Linked DNA regions of Mus musculus: all the other regions are linked to region 3. The links are chromatin contacts, called in public Hi-C, HiChIP or PLAC-seq and promoter capture Hi-C maps. All regions are on one chromosome and are shown on one strand. The core of a region is the stretch at or near the end of the contact, and the rest is flanking DNA. Distances in the headings are between cores, read along the strand shown.

Region 1 (3,863 bases), core at 432-2,931, 440 kb before region 3:
CCTGTAGAGTTGATTACCGAGTCCACAAGAAATCTACCACAGTAAAGACAGTAGGTACCATCTCTGCCTTGGTAGATAGATGAGATGTTTGAGACCTAGGAAGTGCAGAAGCGTGTCCAGACCATGTGACTATGAGACAGTCGCTGAACTAAGCTCCCTGGTGCTTAATAAGAACTCTAATAACAACAGCTAAGCTGTGTTGAGTTATTACTCTATGCCTGCAATTTTCTTTCATTACTCTTCGTAGTGACCTTCTGAGGTGGGTACCAAGATTTCCATTTTAAGGTGAAAAAAAAAAAAAAGCCACACAGCTCCTGGGCCCGATCTCCAGATCAGTCCAGAATGTATGTCCCTTTCTCAACTTAGAACTATGAAGGATGCTTCCAGCCAAAGGTGCCATCTGAGAAACATCTGCGTTAAATGCCAAACACCATCATTTTATAACCCAGACATGGTGGTACACCTCTGTAACTCCAGCACCTGGGAGGGAGGCCATCCTCAACTACATAAAGAAAGTTTGAGCTCAGCCTGGGCTACATGAGACCATGCCAAGAAAGGAAGGATTAGAGGATGTCCTTCCCAGTGAGGCATATGGGATGGGGAGGAAATCTGAGAGTAGGAGAGAGGACTAGTTAAAGCCAGATGTCAACTTTGAGATGCCTTCATGCTTCTGCCTTTGGGAGATGTGGGATCAGCCTTGTGTTAGGTATTGTAAGACATGGAGGGACATGGAGGAGGAGGGCACAGGGAGGGACAGAGGAAGGGAGGAAAGAAGCAAAGGCAATACTTACTTTTACTCATTCATTCCACCTATACTTACAGGATTTGTTTAAAAATAAAAACAGTCTTTACAGTACCTTCTAAGGCCCTGTGAGCTGGCTGTGCTTTTCTATCTGTCTCATAGCGTTCTCTCCTCTCCCACTGTGCCCCAGACTCATGGCTCCTCAAGAGATCCTGGGGCATGCCAAGGCTGCTCTACCCTAAGGCTATAACACACAGATCTTATTGCACAAATGTTCTTTCTAGACTTCATGTAGCTTCGGTTTAAACGTCGCCACGGAATTATAGGTTGTCAAATATTTTCCTGTTCTCTGTGGGTTTGGCGAGTTTCCCTTCATAATCACAACCTAAGATTATTTTTATGTCTGTGTCGTTTGCCTGCCTGCATTCTGTCTTCTCCTGTCCAATCTGCAGTTGGACAGGGGGTTCCTGCCTTGTCCTTATCCTGAACAACCATTGTGACATACGGTACCTCCTGGGCACACAGAGGGTAGTAAGTAAGTTCAGAATGAATAAGCAAGGCCATTTATGGATTCCTCAGGGACAAACACTAAGAACTTTCAGCTTTGTGTTCCTAGCACTTTGTCTGTGCCCAACATATAAGAAGCCTTCTGGTAATGCTGACCAAAAGAATGAATACCTGCTGTCTGCCAGGTACCGAGAACACAGCTGTACACTATGGTTCTTTTGACAGTTTTGTGAAATGAAAGCAATATATACAAATAAATGTATAAAGCCTCATGAGATCAGACACGGGGGAAGCCAAGCTTCCCGGAGGATCTCAATCTGACCTGACCCATATGGAATCCATCAGTCAGTAATTAAACAAATGACAGCCCTGACAGAGGGAGCAGTCACATGTGCAGATATACAAGCAGCAAGCGTCCAGCTGGTCAGAACACAATTCCAGAGTGAGGGCACACTGCAGGACAAGGCCACAATGCTAGGTCATACACTGTTTGCTCTGCATGCCGTGCAAAGGGAATCCAGACTTTATTAACATCGACAAACTTCAGTGATTTGCTAAGAACAAGTAATCACCTTGCATTTTGTTTTAAAAGCCATTTTGATTCTTGAATGGAAGATAAGCTAGAGGAAGTCTACTGCAAAGTCTATACCAGAGGTTCTCAGGGGCTCGAGTAGTGAAGTAAGTTCTGGAATGCTTAAGGGGGAGAATCAACAGGATCTAGGGTTGCACGGATGGTTTAAAATGAGGGATTAAAAAGTCACCATTGATCACAGGCTTGTGGTTGAATCAGTAAGTACAGCTGGGTATCCCAATACAGGAAGGAGAAGAAAGTTGGGAAAGGTGTAGATCGGTAGAAGATACTGAGTGGGAAGTGTTCCAAGACATCTGGTTTCCTTTAGGAGGCAAGAGATACTGCCCTAGAGACAAGAGACGTGAGACTAAGATGGTGACGTTTTATTGGCAACTCAATTAAATACCTTGGGCATTGATGAATCACAGCTTTGAGTAAGTACGTGGGGGGGTTTCTAAGGAGGAGAGAAGAGCTAAGCCTGAATGGCTGGGCTGGTCACTGTCATCTGCTGAGAAACCTAATCTGAATAAAAGGGAGGAAGCCCACCGAACATTGTCATCCTTCTCTCTGCTTCATGATCTATGAGATGGGAAGTGCCTCAGCTACACACTCCCTCAGCCATGCACACCACCACCCCTGTCCTGCCATGACTGAGCATTAACCTTTCAAAGCCCAGCCGGAATAAACCCTTTCACTGTGGTGAGAAGAGTAACAAATACAAGGCACTATAAAGACACTGATGTTGTGGACTTGGTCCAGCCAGAGTTGGTAGGCAAGAAGCAGGCAGAGCTCTGCCGAGAATATGCAATGGAGTCAAGGCATAGGCAGCATAGTCAACTAGAGGACCAGAGGGAGGACCAAGCAGGAAGACCTGGAGGATGATGGAAGCCAGCTTCCGTGAACATCCTAGGGGACAGGCAATAAATATTCTAGAAAGAAAGATGAAGGAAGGGTTTAGCTTTAGCCTCTGGACTTGGATTAGTTAGGGTTTTAAAAAAATTGATCTTTCTGAATCCTGATCATATCTTTTAATCCCCCTGACACAAGTCAAATATTAAGAGATTTCTATTAATAGAATTATCACAGCGTTGCCCAAATGTCCCTTGTGTGTTATTGGTGGGACTTTACAGTCAGATATTTCAGGGTCTGTCTGACTTGGGCTGGCATTTTTCAGCCATCACTCATTCCACAAGGACTGAGCATCTGTAAGGTATCTTTAAGCATCTACAAACACCGTGCTAGTAGGCAGGGCACAGAGGGGCATCAGTAGCCACCTGTCCTCCAGAAGTCTGGCAACCCTTAACCCGGATTTTCAGTGGGGAGAGAGGAGAAAATTGTTACTTCTTTTAGCTTCTTGTTTGTGGGACAGACATCAAGGTGAAAGAATCTAGCAGCCTAGCCTTGAAAGGAAAATGTGTGTGCATGGTTTATCTGCATGTGTAATGACGGCTGGGGCCAGAAGAGGGCAGCAAATCTTCCGGATCTGACAGTTGTGAGCCTCCATGTGCTAAGACTCAAACCCAGGTCCTCTGGAAGAGCATCTATTTTTCCTAAATGCCCAGCTTTAGCAAAGTGCAAATTTCGGAAGAAATCAACAAGGGCAGGGGACTCCATGTGAATAAGAAGTTGAGCTCCTGGACTTGTAGCTCATCACCATGAATCTCCAAGAGATGAGTTCCTAGCCAACACACATTCTCTTCCACTGCTGTTTCTACCTCACAGAAAAATATGTCCTTTAAACCTTGTCCTTGTCTGCCCTGCGACCTATGCGGCATCTGTGAGGTTTATTTTTAAATCACATGCTTTAGCTGTGTTCAAAATATAAATAGGTTTGCACATACCAGCTCTTGCCAGCAGAGCGTGAGTCGTTTCTTATCTAATGCAGTTTGGTTCAGCGTCTTTGGCTTCTTTTCTGCTTCAGAGATAAAAACTCTGAAAGAGAAGATCCGTTTTGCAGCTTGCTTAGTGAAAATCCATTTGTGTGATTCCAGAGATTTGGAGAAAAAAAAATCTACTCTCTGTCGCACAATGAAAAGTTGGTAG
Region 2 (4,290 bases), core at 1,403-3,902, 290 kb before region 3:
CTTTCTTTCTCTATCTTATTAGTATGCAAACAGGCATCTTAAAATAATGACAAAATAAAATACAATCAAACTGGAATAGGATGAAACAAACAAAAGAAGGAAAAGTATAAAAAACATATACAGACATGGAAAAACACACGTTCACACATTCAGGAAACCCATAAAAATGCAATACCAGACACCATAATACATATGCAAGCGACATGCAAGGGGGAAAAAAATAAATAAATAAAAATCATGTTCATACAAAGGATGTCCAGACAAAGGACTATGAAGTGTCCACTGAGTTGATTTTGTGTTGACCATCTACTGAGCTGTGAAGTCTAACAGCTTCAGGAATAACTACTTCTATAGCCTTTCTGTAAGTCCTAAGCAGATTTAACAAATGTCAGTAATACAGGAGAAGAGAAGAGGAGAGTGAAAGGAGAGAAACAGCTGATAAGGTACTCAGAGAGCAGGCTTCCAGCTACAGGTCCTGTGTGCCAGCGACAGCATGTCTGAAACAGTGTCTGACAAATAAGGAGATGGGGAAGATGATCACTGCTGTGTCTCCTTCCGTACCATAGTTGGGCTGGTCTGGCTGAGAGGTCTGAGCCACCAGATCCTTATTATGACGCAGGAAGAGGATAGTGTTCCTCAGAGTAAGTGCGTGGTCAAAGTATCTCTGTGCTTCTCCTTCACCAGTGCTCTGAACCTAAACCAAGAGAAAACAGATTTTCTTTAAACACCACTCTCATGCTATTCACACTAATAATCATGTAACTAACACAGGTTATTAAATTATTAGATATTAAAAAACAATAACAACAACACCAAAACTAAAACTGTAATTCAAAAACTTGCCCAGGAAATACTGAAGCCAATCACCTCACCCAACTGTGAGTAAGTCCCATCATCTAAAGGATGACTGGGAGGCCTCCAAGTACAACAATTTTAACAACGGAATAAACCAGAGTAGCACAGTTTATAAGCTTTGTGTCCTCTGTATGATTCAAAGAGGGAAAAGTTCCAAAGCCAGTTCTGCTTCATTCAAAAAAAGCATACAAGAATAATCAGATCAGAACATGAAGTGTACAGTAAGAGATAAAAACCATAACTAACAAAACATCTGGAAGAATAAGGAATGGAGATTACAAACACAAAACCAATTGGTAGGTATTATGTTGAGGTTTGGTCTGTTGCTCTTTATTGTACCACTAAATACTGGCCCAAGGGCTGCCCAGGGACAAGAGAATCCACGTGTACACCAAGTGGTGCTATGTGACCTTGCTTCTTAATTGAGAACTACTGACTGAATAAAGATGCCCACAGCCTATTGCTGGGAAGAAGAGAGGGAGGCCGAGTTTGGGTTCCCAGGCTTGGGGTCTGAAGAGAACCATGAGGGGAGGGGGTGCAGGGGAGAGAGAAGGTGGGGAGAGAAGATGCCATGGGACATGTGAGTCATGAACACACCGCCATGAGCACTGGCCAATGGGGGTTAAGAGCTGCCCACATGGAACAAGGCAAGTTATAACTCAGCATTATTAGTGAGGAAGGGGGTTTTAGTAGCTTAGAGGATAGATATATGCCTAGCTCTAATGCGTTAAAGGCTTATTATAAATATAAAAGTTGTATGTCTTTTATCTGGGAACTGAATGATCAAAGGATGGATAGAAACCCCCAACTGACATTAAACATTTATTACAACAGTATTATTTCATATATTTTTTGCACTAATGAATATAAAATTCCTATGGAATAGTAAAAACCTATTTATTTATGACTAAAGGAATTACAAAACCACTACAAATTCTCTAAATTGAACATTTAACATATAAAATTCATAACTAAACCACAAAAATCTACTTAAACTATTAGCCAGGTTGCAGGTCTGACAAAGAGAACACAAAGACCAGGGGCCAGGATGAAAGCAGTGAGAAGCAGCAGCAGCGTGAGGGACTGGGCTCACTCACTCACAGGGAGAGACAATACAGCAGGCATAACTATAACACTCAGGAACACCGCTCCACATTAAAAACAACAGGAACAAAAACTTAAATAACAACAGCCTCAGACCTTACCTCAGTCCTATCAAATTAAAAATAATAAAAGGCTAGATAGAAAAGATTATAGACAGTACACGGGCTAAAATATCTCTACCCTGTTTCTCAGCATATCAAATCATATTAGAAGTTAGTCATGTCACCTTACAAATCACAGAACTCATTCACTCCTTCACTGTGCTGACGTCTAAAGAGCTCCACAGGAGAAGATGGGGTAGAGCAGAGACAGGAAGCAGCAGGAATATCCCAAGCTCCAGGACAAGGAGCATGTACACTGGAGAGCCGCCCTGGTGTGCAGTAGGAAAGGTCCCAGACGGGCAGCCCAGGGCACTCACCTTCTCTAATTCTATAAGGAAGCTGTCCAGAGACTCATCTGAGAGTTTGCCTACTTCAAACATGGTGACTGCGTGGCTTTTCAAGTTCTGCAAAAAGAAGCACATTATTAAACTCTGCTTTTCCTTTTTTTATGCTAACAACATTTACTATGCTTCTACTACATTAAAACTGAAGGACAGGCAACGTGAGCGTGTGCTTCACTCCTCATTGGACACTCACACTGCTCACAGGAATGTAACACAGCTGGCTGCTTTCAGGACCTGTTCTAATCTTAAAGACATTTGCACAGCAGCAAATGACTTTATATCTTATCTTTACTGAAACCTCGTTACACCCACAGCATACCACTCACCGGTGAAAGGTTTCCCATCATTAAGAATGCAGTCAGAGTGGAGTCAAACAGGAATGCAATTCGCTTTGTGTACCCAGTGGACAGACTCAAACTGCTCACACTGGCCGTGTCAGCTGAAAGAAAAAAATGAAATATGGAATCAAGTCAATGAAAGCCTTCTTTGCTTATCTTCTGAACTAAGTTTTTGCTTCAGCTTTATCTGAACAGCCAAACAAACTTAATTAAATATAACCAATACCATAGTCTTAAGATATTCAAGTATTTTGCATCAGGGTCTCACTATGTAGCAAGGACTGGCCTTGAATTCCAATCCTCCTGCATCTAGCTCCCTGGTACAAAGATTACAGATATGTACCATTTCTTTCTTTCTTTTTTTTTTTTTTAAGACATTTAGATTTGTGTTCTTGCGCTAGTTTGTCAAATCAAACTGATACAAGCCAGGATCACTGAAGAAGGGAGAATCTCAATTGAGAAAATATCTCTGAGACACTAGCCTGAAGGCACATAAGTGGGGCATTTTCTTGACTACTGATTGATGTGGGAGGGCCCAGCTCTGTGCAGATGGTCCTGGGAAGTATGAGAAAGAGCTGGAGCCTGGGGAGCAAACCAGTGAGCAGCACTCCTCAGGGGCCTTTGCCTGAACTCCTGCTTGTTTCTGTCTTGGCTTCCCTTCACAACGGGCTGTGAGCTGGAAGCTCAAATAAACCCTTTTCCTCCTCAAGTTGCTTTTGGTCTTGGTGTTTTATCAGAGCAAGAGAAAAGCCTACAAGCACAGTTAATTTCCTTGAAAACCATAAACAAACATCCTTGGTAATCATCAGCTCAATAAGCACTACCAACAGGCTTATGTTCCTGAGTGTGTGGCCCAGGTGACAGGCAGAACAGGAGAAAGGCCAGCCCAGGCTCCGAGTACCCTCAGCGTCTCCCTTTGGCCTTAGCTGGCACTCTCTCTCTGGCTAACATGGCCTTTCCTGTGTGACCAGTGAATTCACAGCCGCTCTAACCACATCCTATTCCTGAAGGCAAAGGTTGGGACTTTGTTTATTTTTGCAGCCCCAGACACTACGACTATTTATGTTGGGGGGCTATACTCCATCCCTTCCTCCCTCAACTTAACTTCCTGACAGTAAATGCCACGTTCTTATTTGTCCTATACCTTCGGTGTTCACAACACTGGTAAGGACTCAGACTGCACACCACATAGGAAGCCAAAAGCAGAGCTATAAAGGAGATGCAGGGCTGTGTCTGGACATAGGGCGCACCGACAGACAGACTGTAAAGCACACTGAGGTGAGCGGCTGCTGACCTGGATCCTCTTGACTATTTGTGTCTGTGTCAGTAGCAGAAGAGGCTTCTTGCACGGGACTCCTACTCTCCCCGCCATCCCACGATAAGAGCATCTTTTGTGGGTCTAATGTGCTCCTATTAATGAAAAATACATTCATGTTTTTAAAAGCACATAAATGATCTCACGTGAACACAGCTACTGAAGTTGGTACTTGCAACTGTGAACAATCCACCCGAACATAAGCCAATGCACACATCTGAGACTGAGACGAG
Region 3 (3,835 bases), core at 316-2,815:
TCAGAAACCCGGTCCCAGCTGAGGCCAGTCCTTGGCACTGCCAGGAAATTTATCTACCTTGTTTACTGCTCTATCCTCTGTGCATAGAATCAACCAACATACATTTCACATCCCTACGAAATATTTACTAAATAAATGGAAGACACAGAGTAAATGTTCCAGATAAAAACTAGCAGGATTTGGAAACCAGGCGGAGCAGATCTATAATGCAACAGCTAAAAAAGAAGGACTCCCAACCACCATGTAGACTCCAGATCTCATTCCACTTAGTTGTGTGGTCTGGGACAAACCACAACCATTCTATAGTTCAGCCTTTGTAGTGTCAATAATTACCACAGAACCTGTCTCCAAGACATCGCTCTACCACCCCCTGTTCTCAATCTGTGGGTCATGGCGTTGAATATCAGATATTTACACTACGATTCTTAACAGTAGCAAAATTAGTTGTGAAATAGCAACGAAGTTTTTACAGCTGTGGGTCACCACAACAAGAAGATCTGTATTAAAGGGTCACAGCCCTGGAAGATTGAGAACCAGGGCAAGCACTTGGACTTGAGCTAAAGTGGTCACTGGTCAGTCACAGCTGAATGCTAAGTTCTTAGAGTCCTTGTTTGAGTGACCAGCTAGAGTTGAGAGGAGTCTATTTAAATGATCCTGAGGTTTCTCCTGAGTTGGGATAGCAGTCCCTACACAAAAGGAAGATGAGGCCTAGGGACAAAAAAGGCAAGGTGAACGGTGTTTGCACAAGCAGCCTAGGACACTAACCTCACAATCCCGGGGCCTTGTGTAAAACAGCAGCACACCCTTCAGTACCTCAGAGTTCTTCCAAGCTGCAATCACACCAGTACCTACCTCTTGGGATTACTGTGAGGTTCAACTGAGTTAATTTACACCATGCACGCAAAACAATGCCTAGCATATGGCAAGGATGGTGCAAATGCAACCATTATCATATGGCCAGTAAGGTAATGCCAGTAAGGTAATCAGGGTAGCCAGTTGCCTGAACTGGATTTCCTACTACCACAAATTCTGTGTCTCCATTGTCTTTAAAATTATAAAGACGTATACTTCAACCTGAATCAATGCAGACTTCAACAGTTACCATTGGGTCTCCAGCCTAACTCCCCTCCCTCCCTTGTCCCTATGCACTAAGACGCCCCGACTTCACCCCACTGCTCAGGCTCAGCTAAGGAGACCAGAAATGCGTTCCCCACCCTCCTCATCCCGGCGCTAAACCCGGGCAGTGTAGGCCAGCAGCAGCACTCAGGGGAGCATCCAGGAGAGGGGCGCATTGGTGGCGGCGCGCGAAACCGCGCAGATTCCCGGGGTCCGCGCCCGCGCTCTCTCACCAATAGCAGCTGTTGTAGACACATGCGTCCCGCGTAGGACAGACCGGCTGGTACTGCGGGGCCGTGGCGGCGGGGCCGTCCCCCTCCATGACCCGAAGCTGTGGCTCACAGGTCAACTAAACAACCCGCTGGCCGCAATTGTCGCCAGTCTCCCAGGAGGAGAGGACAACAGAGTAGGCGGCCAGGACAGTTTCCGGGTGGGAGAGCCGAGAGCCGGGTGGGCGGGGCCCCGTGCAGCGTGAGGGCGGAGCCCGGGATGACGAAGCCTGCGTGGTTCCGGGTGGGCGGGGCCTGAGAGAATGAGTGGGATCTGAGGGGGGTGGGGGTGGGGCGAGGCTGGTGGAGAGGGGGCTGGGAATGCGAATCTTAGGATGACTTGAACTGTGTAGTTCTTGCCAGGTTTTGCGTGGTGGGTGGAGCCTGTGGCAGAGCGGGATGCACTTAGAGGCTTCCCTCTCGCCCCGCCCCCCCCACCACCCGGACCCCAAACCGAACCTGTTCTTGAGCTACGCTGCGTAGACCTAGTCGCCCTCCCATGGAGGGATTGCTTGTGTTGTTGCCAGTGTTTAGATATGAGCTTCCGGATACACTTAAAACTCCAGCTAAGGTTGCCCGCTGTGTGAAACCAGAAGAAACTCTAAACTAAGAGATGCTTGGGCACGCACGAAAGCTGAACCTTTAGAGCAGGAACTGAGAAAGAAAGGCGAACGGGGGGGGGGGGGGGGGGTGTTAGTGCAGTGCACCCAGATCTCACCATATTGTAATTTAATTTCTTCTCATCTGGATCTCTCTCCCTCTCCGTGTGTGTGTGTGTATTTTAAAGAAAAAAAGTTTTAACCAGGTGTGGTGACAGACACCTAAAGTCCTTGCATGCAGGAGACTGAAGCAGGAGGATTGCTTCTAATGCAAGGTGATCCTAGACTACAAAAGAATTTTTCTTTTAAAAAAAAAAAGATTTAAAGAGTCTGGATAGCATTTTGTGTTAATCATATTTATTTTCAAAAGAGAAGACACCAAATTGCTAAAACAGTGTTTATGCATAGTGAATTAAAGACATAGAGAACTGTCTCTATAGACATCCCAGTCTCCTGTGTGTGCCTTAAGTGCTCAGAGAACCTCCCTGCAAACGCTGGACTTCTTAAGATTAGATTATAGGCCACCCACAGACTCTCAGCCTTCTGAGACCCCAACCCCATAAAGTGCTGTGCTGGTGGTATTCTGGTGAACTTCAGCTGCTGTCCAAAACCCATAAATCCTACAAACTAAACATGTGTTTGTGTCTGTTACCAATTTATTGTTTCAGCTTGAATACTCCCTTCAACAGAGGCTGGGAGGCAGGGAGTGGCAGTCATGAAGCCTCTCTTGGTTAGTACAAAGTGAGTGTGAAGTTAAGCTTTCTCAGTAGAAGGATGGAAAGAGATTGCAAGGGAAAGAGGATCCCTGCAGTTTCTAGAAGGGACCAGAGCTAGTTGTGTGATCATCCTGCCCTCCAGTGGAGTCAGCTCTGGACAGACACCAGAACTTGGGGAAGCCTGCTTGCAGTTGTGTGTGGACAGCAATGGCCTTCTGTCTTAATCAGGGTTTCTATTCCTGCACAAACATCATGACCGAGAAGCAAGGAAAAGCAAGTTGGGGAGGAAAGGGTTTATTCAGCTTACACTTTCACATTCCTGTTCATCACCAAAGGAAGTCAGGAAGCAGGAGCTGATGCAGAGGCCATGGAGGGATGTTACTTACTGGCTCGCTTCCCCTGCCTTGCTCAGCTTGCTTTCTTATAGAATCCAAGACTACCAGCCCAGGGATGGCATCACTCACAATGGGCCCTCTTCTGCCCTGGATCACTAATTGAGAAAACACCTTACAGCTGGATCTCACGGAGGCATTTCCTCAACCGAGGCTCCTTTCTCTGTGATAACTCCAGCCTGTGTCCAGTTGACACACAAAACCAGCCAGTACACCTTCTATCCTCTTTCCTCCCTCCATAGCACTTTTGCCCCAGGTGCTATGAGAATCAGCCCTGCTGCTTCTCAGACTCGCCCTCATCTGCCTCACACAACATCCAGCCCTACTCACCTACCCACACACACCATGGTCCACCCTTAAAGTCACAAGTATAGGGCTGGAGAGATGGCTTAGCAGTTAAGGGCACTGCCTGCTCTTCCAGAGGTCCTGAGTTCAAGTCCCAGCAAGAACATGGTGGCTCACAACCATCTATAATAGGATCTGATGCCTACTTCTGGTGTGTCTGAAGACAGCTATAGTGTACTCATAGAAACAAAATAAATAATTCTCTAAAGAAAATACACAAGTGTACCCTCCACTTCTGAATTGTTAAAAATACAAATGAAAATAGTAACCAGGAGGGGCTGGTGAGATGGCTCAGGGGGTAAGAGCACCCGACTGCTCTTCCAAAGGTCCGAAGTTCAAATCCCAGCAACCACATGGTGGCTCACCACCTGTAACAGAGATCTGATGCCCTCTTCTGG
Region 4 (4,170 bases), core at 1,236-3,735, 500 kb after region 3:
CTCACTCTACAGACCTGAGAAAGGAAGTATGAACTCCCATGGAGATGTTTAGGGTCTCTAGAACTCTTGTTGAGATCTCTGTCCCCCAGCAAAGTTCTCAATGTTTCCTGATTTCTGAGAGCTGAGCTTTGAGGTCTGCCCTTCCTGGAAGGCTCCACGCATCCCTGCAATTAGACTCCTTCCTCACTATTAGCCTGTTGGTAACTTTGTGTGTGCCAGATACACCCATCTGAGGGAAATAGAGCTGGGCTCAACTGCCTCTTATTCTCAGGAGCAGAAATGATCCAATACTTGGCCTTTGAGCAAGGGGTGATGTCAACAGTCAAGAAACGCAGCATTGGGAGGCTGGTGGCTGTGCTGAATCCTACCTTGACACTTACTGGCTATGTGACTGGTTTGTTTCTTCATTAGCCCTTAGCTACTTAGGTGCAACAGGAAAGAAAACAATCAAATTCATGTCACTGAGTTGTGAGGAGTAAGATACAGGGGCACTTAGAAAAAGGAATGCCACATGGCTGACGTCACGGGGACCTTGGTCAGCGTGGTAGTTTGAATGAAAGTGGCCACCACAGACTCATAGGAAGTGGTACTATTAGGGTTTGTAACTTTGTTAAGTAGGTAGGGCTTCATTGGATGAAGTGTTGGTCACTTGGGGGCGGGCTTTGGGGTCTCTATGGTCAAGCCAGGCCTACTGGCTCAATTTTCTTCTTGCTGCCTGTGCATCAAGATGTGGAACTCGTAGCTACCTTGCCAGCACCATACCAGCTGCATGCTGCCATGCTTCCTGCTATGATGATAATGAATTAAACCTATAAACTATAAGCCAGCCCCACTTAAATGTTTTCCTTTATAATAGTTGCTGTGGTCATGGTGTCTTCTTATTGCAATAGAACACTAAGAGTGTTTGTGGAACATCTTTCAGACTCCTTTCTGATCAATGTGCTTCTTCAGGTTCAGGCTTTTGAATTCTGAAAGCTAGGTCTCTAGGATTGTTCTTTTTAGTGAAGACTACAGTTGCCAATGAATTCCTTGGGTTTTGCTGTTCAAGTGGAACCAGAAGATTTGTTAAGCTCTAACTTTCCTGCCTTTCTGAAGACAGTGTAAACTGAACCCATGCAGTTGTGTTGATGTGAAGACCCTCTATCAGTCAACTAAGGAAGACAGGCTGATAAACTCTAAGGAGCTTTCTCCTTCAGAGTCAAGGCTGAGCCTGCAGGTTTTACATCCACCATGTTCCTCAGAGCTGACTCTGTCCCAGGGATAAGAGGGCAACCTTCAGAAGCAGGCAAGCAAAGGGAACAGTGACATATTCCTGGGACTCCATCTGGTTTTGGATTATGCACACCTTCCTTCTCATTATGCTTATTCCCTGCATGTAGTGTGCATACATCCCTCTCCAAGCAATGCCTCTAACAACCCCTGACTTGCATCTGCACAGGGCTGCAGGTGTACTCTTCCAAACAAAAGGGTACATTTCTCCTCTCCTAACAACGATCAAACTGAGTTTCTGTTAAAATATTTTCTCAATGTATCCGGTTTTGAAGACTAGAAAGGCCAGTTTTGGCTGAATCGATTTTGGATTCATGTAGAGTAAGGCACAACTGGGACCTCAGTTGTGTACTCTTCGGGAGAAGCATCGTTTTACCATGGAACGCCTATGCACAAGTGTGTGGGCATATGATTAAAATCAGATGCGTTATGGGAAAGGACACAAAAACCCCTAGCCTTTCAATCAAAACAGAGGATCACCTTACTATCTATGCCTGTTAGTAAGCAAACCCCTCCTCCTGAGCTCCATAAAGGGAAGCTTCAAACAGTAGCCGGCTGCTAATTTCAACGGCGTATTCCTAATCTGTGTATCGCTTGCCTCTGGATAAAGTTTTCTTGCTACTTTTGCTAATCTGGTCTAGCTCTTACTTTCCTTTCTTTGGATAAGAGGCCAAGAACCTAGAAACACCCATCTTAGACCCTGGGTGCTGGCTACACTTTGTCAAATAAAGACCCGCTCCACCGGTCTTTCTTTGATGCCAGCTTTGTGACCTAAGTATGTGAGGTCAATGCCTCTGTGTCATGAGATCAGCTAAGCCCCTGCCCTGGTTTTGGCTTTGGTTTCTCTTTCCTCTCTAAGAAGTGTCTCTGGGGCCCCTTTCAACTCTACAGTTTTCTAACACTCAGGAGAAGATGTTTTTTGGGCTTGGGAAGCAGCGTGCCTTGGAGGTTTGGGTCTTGACTTATTCTGTTTGAAGACTGCTCTAATTTATTGGTCCTGGTAATGATGCTGAAAACATAAACCCAGAAAGCAGCGACTGAGATTCCATTTTCCCGTCCAAATTCGGTGCTTAAATAAAATTCAGTCGCATGGAGCAAACACGGAAGAGTAGAAATGGATAGGGTTTCTCCTGTCTTTGGGTCCCAGAGGAGGCTGTTAACAGCAGGATCTCTCTCCAACCATATGGGCTTCTGGCTTAGAGAGCCAAATAGGCTCAGAATAGAGAAACCAGTTGCCTAAATCAGGCTTGCCTGCTTGCTGTGACGTTAGCTTATTCTCCCAAGTGACTATAGCTGGGAGACCAGGCAAAGATGGGGAAGATTAACCACACTGAGAGGCTCTCAGACGGGAACTGATTGGCCTGATGCTTCCAGTCTCAGCTCAGGGCCGGTTGGGAATACAGCATTCGCTGACTGTGGATGTGAGACTTTCCCCTAGAGCAGGGACAGTGCAGAGGTTGCTGGCACAGGGGTAGACAGCAGGCTATCTCCCTTCAGAGTTCCGTCAACTTTTTAAGTGCTATAAACAGTCTCAACTCTCATCTGCCACCATGCTTTCCTTATGGGAAACAGCCTTGGCTTCTCTGGTGAGTTTCTGTCCTTATTCCTCCACTCTTAGCGTCCATCTTTTGGAAGGACAGTGCAGTGGGGTGAAAGAGTCATGGCCTTTGGACTCAGTCTTGGTCCTATTGCTCATGACAGCAGGGACTTTTATGCATTTATTGACCATCCTAAGCTTCTGTTTCCCACTTTTGAGATGGGTACAGTCATGGCAAACACAGCATTACTGAGAGAATTGGATGAAGTACAAAGGGTTTATTTGATGAATCAAACCACCAAGAACAAAACATATACAAAGTAATGTTATTCCTTCCTTCCTGTCCTACTGATCATACTTTATATTTCTTATGTCTTAGAATTTGGAGAAACACACACACACATACAACATACACACACACACACACACACACACACACACACACACACACACACACAGGTCTAGGATCAACCCTAGCCCTTTGAAGGTACCTGGGCTGAGTCACTGTGCAGTATGAGGAGCATGATGCTCTTCAGGAATTGCAGAACAGGATTTTTCTACCCTCAGCCTAGCGTTGTTGCTGTTCCTTTCCTTGGATCTGAAAGCCAGGCCATTGTTAGCAATTTTAGTCAGCCATAGGCTAGGTGCTTCACCAAAATTTTTGCATTGGATCCCATCCATGTTCTCAGATATCTCCACAGGTAACTTAACAGGAGGAGAGGCCTCTTCTAGGCTTGAGGGGGGAGAGATGGATAAAGACAGCTGGGAACCAGAAGGACCAGGTCAGACTTGAGAGACTGTCTGCTGGGTTTCTCAATCCCCTTTAGCAACGCTGAGGCAGAGAGACAGGTAGCCAGTCTGAGAAGCACTTGGTGACTAAAATCCAAGACATTGGGTCATTCTAAGGTGATGGCATCAAGCGAATTGTGCCCATCTGTGGGGTGTGGTGGAACTGGTGTTTGTGCTGAGAATGGCTGTTGGGAGTCTTCTCCTGCTTCTCCCTCCTAATTATATTTCACAAAGACTCTCAACCTGTGTCTTCTCAGGTTACCCCAGAAAGCATCAGTGGACAACTCAGGTATAGCGCCAGGCTTCTAGTGTGTCTTTGCTATAAGGTTGCTCTTTGGCCCATGGAGGCTTAACCTCACACGGAGTAGGCAGGGCCAGAAAGCTAATGGCGCTGTCTCTCTCCTCAGTATAGAAGGGCAGCCATCAGTAGCTCAGATGGCCACTGATGGGTCAGTTCTGAGGTCGTCCTGCTCTGTTCTTTGAGTGTCTCCTGTGCAAGGGGACCCAGTGTCTACAGTGACCACACACTTAGCATGTCCTTTGGCTACTTTCCCCGGTTCCTCCTCTGTGCTCAC

Evidence for each region. Promoter capture Hi-C pulls out the DNA fragments that hold promoters and counts their contacts. Hi-C and Micro-C count contacts between places; a contact is called where the count stands out from the background. HiChIP or PLAC-seq counts read pairs in DNA pulled down with a chosen protein or histone mark.
Region 1: a Hi-C map of the G1E-ER4 cell line shows a contact between it and region 3, with 4 times the contacts expected there. The contact joins the enhancer-like site here to the promoter of Wdyhv1 in region 3. A contact is called at or near these places in 5 of 39 promoter capture datasets (the 3T3-L1 cell line, the C10 cell line, cranial neural crest and 1 more), 2 of 484 Hi-C or Micro-C datasets (the G1E-ER4 cell line and immediate neuronal precursor), 4 of 115 datasets of contacts at active chromatin or transcription factors (the 230-238 cell line, large pre-B cells, memory CD8 T cells and 1 more) and 2 of 9 other capture datasets (adipose tissue and macrophages).
Region 2: a contact with region 3 is called in an H3K27ac HiChIP or PLAC-seq map of extraembryonic endoderm stem cells. The contact joins the enhancer-like site here to the promoter of Wdyhv1 in region 3. A contact is called at or near these places in 16 of 39 promoter capture datasets (the 3T3-L1 cell line, the HPC-7 cell line, cranial neural crest and 9 more), 1 of 15 datasets of contacts at CTCF or cohesin (the NIH/3T3 cell line), 2 of 484 Hi-C or Micro-C datasets (bone marrow-derived macrophages and nephron progenitors), 28 of 115 datasets of contacts at active chromatin or transcription factors (the 230-238 cell line, T-cell acute lymphoblastic leukemia, acute myeloid leukemia and 20 more) and 4 of 9 other capture datasets (adipose tissue, liver, macrophages and 1 more).
Region 4: a promoter capture Hi-C map of hippocampal neurons shows a contact between it and region 3, with 2.2 times the contacts expected there. The contact joins the enhancer-like site here to the promoter of Wdyhv1 in region 3. A contact is called at or near these places in 3 of 39 promoter capture datasets (hippocampal neurons and liver), 3 of 115 datasets of contacts at active chromatin or transcription factors (embryonic forebrain, embryonic limb bud and forebrain) and 1 of 9 other capture datasets (liver).

What each region holds. Positions count from the first base shown.
Region 1 is chr15:58,577,764-58,581,626 of GRCm38.p6, reverse strand. Fer1l6 (fer-1-like 6 (C. elegans)) reads right to left here. Exons shown (of 41, transcript NM_001370912.1): 16 at 3,662-3,752. Among named protein-coding and RNA genes, the nearest start is that of Gm36451, 17 kb to the left of the region's middle. Within about 2 kb of position 1,681, at least 14 of the 459 cell types and tissues checked have an H3K27ac peak or open chromatin away from gene starts, as enhancers often do.
Region 2 is chr15:58,431,068-58,435,357 of GRCm38.p6, reverse strand. Fam91a1 (family with sequence similarity 91, member A1) reads right to left here. Exons shown (of 24, transcript NM_145959.3): 12 at 4,037-4,152; 13 at 2,731-2,843; 14 at 2,378-2,464; 15 at 562-694. Among named protein-coding and RNA genes, the nearest start is that of Fam91a1, 18 kb to the right of the region's middle. Within about 2 kb of position 2,652, at least 18 of the 459 cell types and tissues checked have an H3K27ac peak or open chromatin away from gene starts, as enhancers often do. A contact at or near this core is called in extraembryonic endoderm stem cells, where this site is marked.
Region 3 is chr15:58,139,096-58,142,930 of GRCm38.p6, reverse strand. It overlaps Wdyhv1 (WDYHV motif containing 1), which reads right to left and starts at 1,565. Exons shown (of 6, transcript NM_029734.2): 1 at 1,350-1,565. The coding sequence starts at 1,438.
Region 4 is chr15:57,637,671-57,641,840 of GRCm38.p6, reverse strand. The region is part of intron 1 of Gm35682 (a long non-coding RNA gene); the gene reads left to right. Among named protein-coding and RNA genes, the nearest start is that of Gm35682, 20 kb to the left of the region's middle. Within about 2 kb of position 2,485, at least 14 of the 459 cell types and tissues checked have an H3K27ac peak or open chromatin away from gene starts, as enhancers often do. A contact at or near this core is called in hippocampal neurons, where this site is marked.